2 separate regions of the Mus musculus genome follow, and region 2 is linked to region 1. Evidence: chromatin contacts called from public HiChIP or PLAC-seq data. All regions are on one chromosome and are shown on one strand. Each heading gives the region's core, a stretch centred on a gene start, on an enhancer-like site or on the middle of the called end of the contact. The rest is flanking DNA. Distances are from core to core; before and after follow the strand shown. Region 1 overlaps Hmbox1 (homeobox containing 1). Region 2 has its middle 26 kb from the start of Zfp395.

Region 1 (4,211 bases), core at 601-3,100:
GATCCTTTTGCAGCCACCTCCAAAGTGCTGGGATGTGTGCACCGCCATCGCCTACTGAAAGTTGTCTTTTGAATGACCATTTCTGTGTGAAACCTTCCTCACACCCCTCCTGAGAAGATAAGAGTCACCAGTGTCTTCTCTTTGTTCTCTATACCCATCCATTCTCCACCCAGCCCAGACCTCACCTACATGTGGTGTGTATGTGTCCTTCTCTACCCAGATTGCATCTTAAAAATGGAGGCCCTGAGTGTGAGTGAGTCATCGTTGGGTTGGGGTGCTCTTCCTTAGTCCTTAAGCTCTTAGAGGAACCACGAGTTCTTTCCAGTCCAATTCCACTTGCTGTGTTGTTACCCAGTCTATGATGACAGTTACAGTAATTGCCACCGCCACCACCACTTTTAGCATGCGGCTGCAAACTTAAGCCTTTGGGTATTTCAACCCCCTGCCTCAGTTTTTGTACTTTTGTGGTTACATGCTGGTATCTGAGCCATAGTAGCTCTTTCAGCTCTGCACATGATCTTAGCCAAAAGGCCGAGAAGCGATCTTCCAGCTCTGATGTTCCTTCGGTGGTCCAAACACTGGTACATACTGAAGTGAATGTTAAGAGGTTATGCCTGCTCATTAATTTGATAAAATTGTAACTTGAAAGCTAAAAGTATTAAATTTTATCCCTATACCTAATGTCAGCCAACCCTTTAAGATACATACATGTATATATCTCTTACTAATAATTCATTTTTATAAATGATGCCTTTGTTGCTCGTAAAAGACTTTTAGACATGTCCTTTAATGTAGAAGTCTTAATGGTAAGGAAAGGTGTGAATTTAATTATTTAAGTCTTTAGGTATTTGCCAGTAGGATGGATGAGATAAATTATTTAACTTCAATAAACTAAAGTACAGTGTGTAACACACTATAAGGGTAAATTGTGCAGGCTTTACTGAAACTCACAGTGTAGTAGATTATGCCATGATGGGATGTTGTCTTTGCATCTTTGCTTTAGTTTCTCAGACTACAATCAACATGTGTTCTGATTTGCAACATATAGAGGGACAGCCAGACAAATCTGTAACATGATAGAACAAAATTGCAAAGTTGAATATTTCTGAGAGTTGAATATATTAAAATTTGAAACATCTTATACTTAAATTTGTTTTAGTGTGTACATGCATATATATGTATGTTGGGGTGAAAGGTTTTTTTTTTTTTTTTTCCTTCCTATTGTGTGTTCCAGGGATTAAAACTCAGGTCCTAATCCTTGGCAGCAAATGCCTTTGCCCACTGAGCCATCTTGTCAGCCCAGGAAGTTCTATAATGTATCCCCTATGCCCATTTCTTATTGCCAAATTCTATTATGTATCTTCACGGCTGAATTTAACTACTTTTAGTTTTGAGACTCCTGCCCATTTGCATCTTTATGCATTCCTCCTTAGCACACCTCATTCTATTAGGGTGCTACCTGGCATTAGCGTAGTGACTCACCTTAGGTTTAATCCTCAGAGGGTCTGTCACTGCACACGTGGAAAACTTCACACCCACCTGCCTGGTAGAGCTGGCTGAGGCATACAGGAGCTGATTGGGTTTAGCTCAAACTACACATCAAGAGGCACACCAAAGGTCTGATTCTGGGATGTTTGCCTGTTCAACCATCACATACATTTTTTTGTGTTTAAGAAAGTTTGAGTTTTTTGTTTGTTTGTTTGATTTTGTTTTACTCTACAAAGCAAGAGAGTGAGGAAATTAAAAGCAGGCTAATTTATTTTTTATCTATTGGCTAGCTCACTGAGTTGTTTTTCTCATGTATTATGAATTAGTCACATTTGTGCCCCACCCTGTTCAGCCAGGAACCTAGCAGAAACAGTCATTCTCATGTCTTGGAAGAACAATAAGTTAGTGATTGACCATTACCTAGATATCCTTTTCTGTCGTTCTACAGCAGATTCTTTGAAAATCATTTGAGTTTGACTCTAGTATGTGAGATCAACCATAAGATAAAAATCAGAACGGATGGCGCCTAACCACAGAAAATGCTAAATAAGAAAGTGTAGCAAGGTGCCAAATTACGACACATGTGCTGTTCCAGAATCAAATGCAGAGGCTGCTTTTTATAGATGTGGAGGGCTTCTATAATAAGATAAACAAGAAGTGCAGGGGTGGGGTCTGTATAAATAATATCCTGCTGATAGGAGAAATGACAGTGTAAACAGGATATAATAACAGTGCCTGCTGAATTTCCAGCATGTTATTTGTAGATTCCGTCACAGTTGCAGCTGCTCCCACCATGGGTAGATTTTTACCTCTGTGAGAGGTCGGCCAAGATTCTAGCTTTTCACTAACAATGATAGGGTGTTGAGCATAGCCTTGGCTTTAGTAATAAACATGTATTTTATATTTACTCTCAGCAAAAATGTTTCCTTAGGCTGTTCAAGCATTCCTAAAACAAACAAATAAAAATATAATGATCTCTGGGAAAAAGTGGGGATACTCAGAAAAAAATGAGTAAATAGTCAAAGGTTGGTGAGAGCTTATCATCCAAAGAGATATACTAATTAGTGTTGTGTCTTCTTAAAGAAATAAGAAAAAAATGTTAGCATCAGAATTTAAAGAACTTTATTACAGTTGTGTTGAATTGCTAGGGTACAGTGAGAAGCCAGCAGACACTGGGATTCCATTCTTTCTGACATCCACTCATTGTGTGACCCACACCCTCACTTTCATTATAAAATGTAGGAGTGTGACCAAATGATTGTTCTCTTAGTCCATGTAACGAAATGCTATAAACTGAGTTGAGTAGTGTAGTATACAAACATACACATGTATTTCTCACAGTTCTAAGGCAGGTTCCATGTCTGGGAACCACTTGCTTTTCTGGCTCGTATGCTCCTTTTTCTTTCTTGCTGTGTCTTCACATGGTGGAAAGGGTGAAGGGTCTTCCAGGCCCCTTAGGGTGCTAATCCTATTCATGAAGGTCTGCCCATGTGACAACCCCCTCCCAAAGATCCCCACATGTGAACATCACCATCTTAAAGACAAAGCTTTCAACAAAAGGCATAGATGTTCACATTATAGCAGCTCCATTTTTTTCTGCTTGTCCAGTTCTAGTCTACTTTTAAACTACAACTACATTTGACACTTGGACCATCTTGCTTCTAATCTTTTTACTTCCAACTGTATTCAAATCACTTCCCTTGTTACTTTTCTCTAAAATGGAGAATAATAATAATATATATGCATCAGTTGTTTTGCCAAAAAAAAAAAAAAAAAAAACCCAACCAGTATTGCTGTCTTTCTTAATCAGAGAACTTTAGACCAGGTGTTATAAACCAACTAAGATATCAGTTTAAAAGCTAAACTTTATTCTTTAGAACAGTGTTTGGTTCACAACAACATTGAACAAAAATTTGAGAAACTTCCAAAATACCTCCTGGTCCACAGGGCCTACTCAGTTTCCTATAATTGTCACCTCCCACAGTGGCACATTTTTGGCAGTCAGTGACCCTATGCTGATATGTCATTGGGAACTAGCATTCCTAGCTGGCAGTAGGCCCCCTTTTGGTAGTGCACATGCTATAGGGTCAAACAGGATACACCCACAATTACAATGTGACCTCACAGCCCTCAGAAGTTTTCTGTGCTCTGCTTGTCTGCTTTGCTCTTCCCAGTTCTTGCAACCATGGATCTTTGCCAAAGTGTCTTAGCATTGGAGTCAAGTCGTGATAGTTGTGATAGCTTCCGGCTGGGTTCTTTTAGTTACTAACTGCATTGAAGGTTCCTCTGTGTTGCTTGCTCAATGCCTAGCTCAGGCACTCCTCTTCTTTGACTGCTGAGTAACATCTCCTTGTCTACACTCTGTCAGTTCCCTAAAAGTGGACATGTTACCTTCAAACTTGGTGAACTATGAAGATAATTGTTATTAAAAAATAGAATTTATATCTAAATTAGAATAGCAGTGTAGGTAGAGCATATATCAGACTGTGGAATTGCCCTGTTATAATAGTCAGAAAGAATTCATTTGCTCATTTGACAAGGCTTTATGGGGATTTGGCTGGCTTTAAGTAGATATCCAGTTTGAAAGCTGTCTGCTATCTGTCCTCACAATAAGCAGGCTTGTAGATGGGCAGTCTGACTGTAAGTAAATGTTTGGAGCTGTGTGTAGTTCCTCTTTTCAGAGGCTTCCCCCTCTCTGTCTACAGGCTCTCTGTACCAGTGTT
Region 2 (4,211 bases), core at 1,006-3,505, 450 kb before region 1:
GTTCCTGTTTCTTTTTTTTTTTTCTTTTAAGGTTTATTTTATATGAGTACACTGTAGCTGTCTTCAGATGCACCAGAAGAGGGTGTCACATCCCATTACAGATGGTTGTGAGCCACCATGTGTGTGGTTGCTGGGAATTGAACTCAGGACCTCTGGAATAGCAGCTAGTGCTCTTAACCACTGAGCCATCTCTCCAGCCCCCCTGATCCTTTTTTTTTTTTTGAGGGGGGGTTGTTTTGTTTTGTTACAGAGAGACAGTGTTTCTCTGTGTAACCCCAGCTGTCCTGGAACTCACTCAGAGACCAGGCTGGTCTTGAACTCAGAAATCCGTCTGCCTCTGCCTCCCAAGTGCTCAGATTAAAGGCGTGCACTACCACTGCCCAGCCTGATCCTATTTTTTTGAGACAAGTTCTCTCATAGCCCTGAAGCTCTACATAGTCCAGGCTGATCTCAAACTCAGGAGTTTGATCCTGCCAGCTGAGTACTGGGACTTCAGGCTGTGCCACAAAGGGACACCTGGCTCCAAGGGACTCTTAATAAGATAATTATTATGATTATTCAACATGTTGTCTTTGACTTCGTTTTGAGCCTGACCCCATGGGAGCTGCTGAAACTATTAGCCCAGCTTGCTGAGTCTACTGGGAACCTGGGAGGGAGTCTAACTGGAATCAAGGCCTACACTTGGGGGCCCTGGGGAAACACTGTATACTGTCTCCCTCTTGGGCTCTTCAAAGTACTGATTTAGTGATACAATTCTGACGCTTAAGGAGAATAGACAATGTCTGGAAAACTGAAAAATAAGAACTGGTCAAAGGTCACCGTAGTCAGACCACAGGAGTTTAAATGTTTTTTTTTGTTTGTTTTTGTTTTTCCTTTTTTGTTTCTTTCTTTTTTTTTAATGAGGCAAAGAAGGAAATGTTTGGGACCTACAAAAAGCCTGGTATCCACAGCAACACAGCTAAGCAGTCAAGGGACAGTAAATCCACTGAGTCTTTCTGCACAATGTTAGCATAGAACCATTACCCATATTTTAGGATGTGTTTAAAGAAATGGAAGATGTGAGAGCGGTAAGCACAAAAAAGCAAAGCTAGGTGTGAACTGGCTGGTGCTTGTGAGCCCAGTACTTAGAAAATTGAGGCAGGAGAATTACTCCAAAGTCAGGGGAGAGGAGGGTCTCCAGATGTCTCAGCTAGAAGAGGTGCTTGCCCCCAAGCCTGATCAAGCTGAGTCTTGGCTAAAAGGGGATCAACTCCTGAAAGTTACCTATCACCTCCGCACAAGCCACCCCTCCATTGACAAATTAATCAAAAATAGTTTAAAAGCAAGATAGTAAATGATTTATGCAGAATTATCAGGCTTGTAAAGAAAACAAGACATGTCAAAACATGAAACATTCCAGTATATGAAGAATTTGATTTGGGGCTGTAGGATTCTGAGTGCTTTATTTAGGGAGGAATCTAATTATTTACACATTTTCGTGTTTGCCAGTTTATACTGGTAAGCCATTACTTTTTTTTTTTTTTTTTTTTGGCTTTTCGAGACAGGATTTCTCTGTATAGCCCTGGCTGTCCTGAAACTCACTTCGTAGACCAGGCTGGCCTCGAACTCAGAAATCCGCCCACCTGCCTCTGCCTCCCGAGTGCTGGGTTTAAAGGCGTGCGCCACCACGCCCTGCTATCTATTACTTTCTAAGGTGGTGGTCAAGGTTGAAAGTGTTCCCAAACCTGCTTCCTTTCCAGTTCACTGAATCAGGAGAATTTTTTTCCAGGGCCCATCTTAAATTGCTTAAGACCTTTAGGCACACAGACCCTTTGGGGCTGCAGTTGAAGAAGTGGTGGGATTCAGGGGAGGCAGGCGGGGTCACGCGAGTCTCTAGCGTTCCTCTGCACACAGTGGACCAAAGATTCTCCTACTTCCACTGGCTGGGGTCGATGACCCCCGGCAGCGCGAGGCCAGCAGTGTGAGGTCCTGCATTGAGCTGCAGCCAATGTGAGGCAGGCTTCGCACCCCCCCCCCCAACCCCTACTCCCCCACCTCAAGCTTCGGCCAAGCTTGCAACACGATCGCCCCATCATGATCACCTCAAACGGAGCCTCCTGGAGGCCCCTCCCTGCCAGGCTAGCCTTAGCGCGCCGGAGGCGGGCGCGCAGCGCGGACGTGCCCGGGTCCACGGAGGCCCCTACGCTGCTCCGGGCCCGCCCTGCCGGGGGACATCGGGCCAACACAGGGCCTCAGAGGCGGCCTTGCCACGACTGTGGCGCCTCCCTGTGCCCACAGGCGGGCGACTGTGCGGACCGCCAGGGACACCCAGGCCACCAGAACCCAATCGCCCAAGGCGGCCTTGGGGCTGGGCACCACGCCAGGTTTCCTTCCGTGCTTTGCTTTTCCTGGGCTGCCCCACCCCTCACCCCACCCCCCTTGCCTGGCCAGTTTCTATCTTCACTCTGTTTTCAGCCCAAGGCCAAACCTTCCTTCTGAAGGCCTTGAACCCATCCTTCACTTCTATCACCGGCTCTTGCTAGAACATTCAGCGCCATCCCACTGAGCTATCCTCTCAGCGCCAGTAAGAAACATTCCCAGACCAAGAGTAGTCCACACTATGCCTTCACCCTGGGCCGACTGGGCAACTTGTAGGGTCCTCTGTGCAAAATGCAAGGCAAGGGCCTCTTGCTCAGAACCTGAGTTCTTTGCAGGAGACCGCACAACATGGACCCAATCCCAGAATCCTCCAAGGCTGGGGCGCTGCCACCTGTCTCTGAGCCAGCAAGTCAGCCTTGCCAGTATGTTTTCCACCTTCAAGTGGGTATTAGTGAAAGCAGGGTATGAGGGACAAATGTTCTCTCTATTGTGCCTCATTTCTGGAGTCAAAGGTCCTTTCTTCACCTGTCCCTGAAGCATTGACAAGGCTCACTCTGCCCTGATTCATAAAAACCCTTTTCCTGGCCGCAGAGGTGTGTGTGTGTGTCCATCAGCGTACCCCTGTGCCCACAGAAAGGGGCTGCCTCAGTGGAAAAGGCTTCTTGCCATCAAACCTGAACACCTGCTGTGGAGGTCTGCTGTGGGACTTGACTTTCTTCTACAAAATGGGTTGAACGCAGGCCCTCAGGCATGGCCTCAAGTGCTAGGATCCCATGGCTGTACATATATTAAGCCAATGTGCTAGAACTGAGCTATGTATCCCTCAAATGTCTGCCTTCCCTCCTCTTCCCCCTTTCTCCACCCTCTTCCTCCTTCCTTTCCTTTCTTCTTTGAGCAAAAAAGTAGACAGAGCCCGGAGCTCTTTTAATTATAAGATGCTTTGTAAATATACAGGTACCAGTAAGGCCAGTCTCTCTACCACCTTTCAAATTATTTCAGTAGTTACTTGTTCGTTTGTGTGGGTTGGTGGGTGGGTGGGTGGGTGGGGACAGGGGGTGACTTTACCCTGGAGAAACCTGACAGACACAATCTTAGTCAAATCATGGAAACCACAGGTCTTGAGATGAGTGGACTCTGTGTGTTGCCTGGGAGGACACAGTAAGAAATGGTGGTGTAAACACTGTGACACTTCAGTCTCAAAGAAGGAAGCCTGGGTCTAACCACAAAGAAATACTGAACAACTCCGAACTGAAGATAGCCTGCAAAACCAAGAAATCAAGGCTGTGAACACAGAGGTAACTGGAGGAACTGCTCGAGATTGACACAGATGATAACAGAGTCAACCTGTGACCTCTACAGAGAGCTTTACTGAGACCATAGGCAACTCTTGAAAGGTATGACTAGAGTCACAGCACCCGGGGAGCAGAGGCAGGAAGAACAGGAGCTCGAGGGCCACCTCAGGGATGTATCAGGCCAGACTAGGCTTAGGGACAAGCAAGCAAACAACAGCAATAAAACAAAACAAAACAAAACAAAACAAAAACAAAACCACAAATCAAACAAACAAACAAAAATGCTGAATAGGCTCAGGGGCTGGAGAGATGGCTCAGTGGTTAAGTGCACTGACTGCCCTTGCATAGGACCTGTGTTTGGTTCCCAGCACCCACACAACAGCTCACCAACATTTGCAAATCCAGTTTCAGAGGATCCGGTGCCATCTTCTGGCCCTTGTGGGCACAGCACCCATGTGGTGCACATGCCAAACACTCATACACATAAAATTAAAACAAATCCTTCAAAAAAACTTTTCACCATCACAAACTCTCTTCCTCAACAGCTTTTCCTCTAGCTCA

The links. HiChIP or PLAC-seq counts read pairs in DNA pulled down with a chosen protein or histone mark.
Region 2: a FOXA1 HiChIP or PLAC-seq map of pancreatic cancer cells shows a contact between it and region 1. The contact joins two enhancer-like sites.

Annotation. Positions count from the first base shown.
Region 1 is chr14:64,882,785-64,886,995 of GRCm38.p6, reverse strand. All of the region lies in intron 4 of Hmbox1 (homeobox containing 1), which reads left to right. Among named protein-coding and RNA genes, the nearest start is that of Hmbox1, 65 kb to the left of the region's middle. Within about 2 kb of position 1,850, at least 27 of the 459 cell types and tissues checked have an H3K27ac peak or open chromatin away from gene starts, as enhancers often do. A contact at or near this core is called in pancreatic cancer cells, where this site is marked.
Region 2 is chr14:65,330,120-65,334,330 of GRCm38.p6, reverse strand. No RefSeq gene overlaps it. Among named protein-coding and RNA genes, the nearest start is that of Zfp395, 26 kb to the left of the region's middle. Within about 2 kb of position 2,255, at least 185 of the 459 cell types and tissues checked have an H3K27ac peak or open chromatin away from gene starts, as enhancers often do. A contact at or near this core is called in pancreatic cancer cells, where this site is marked.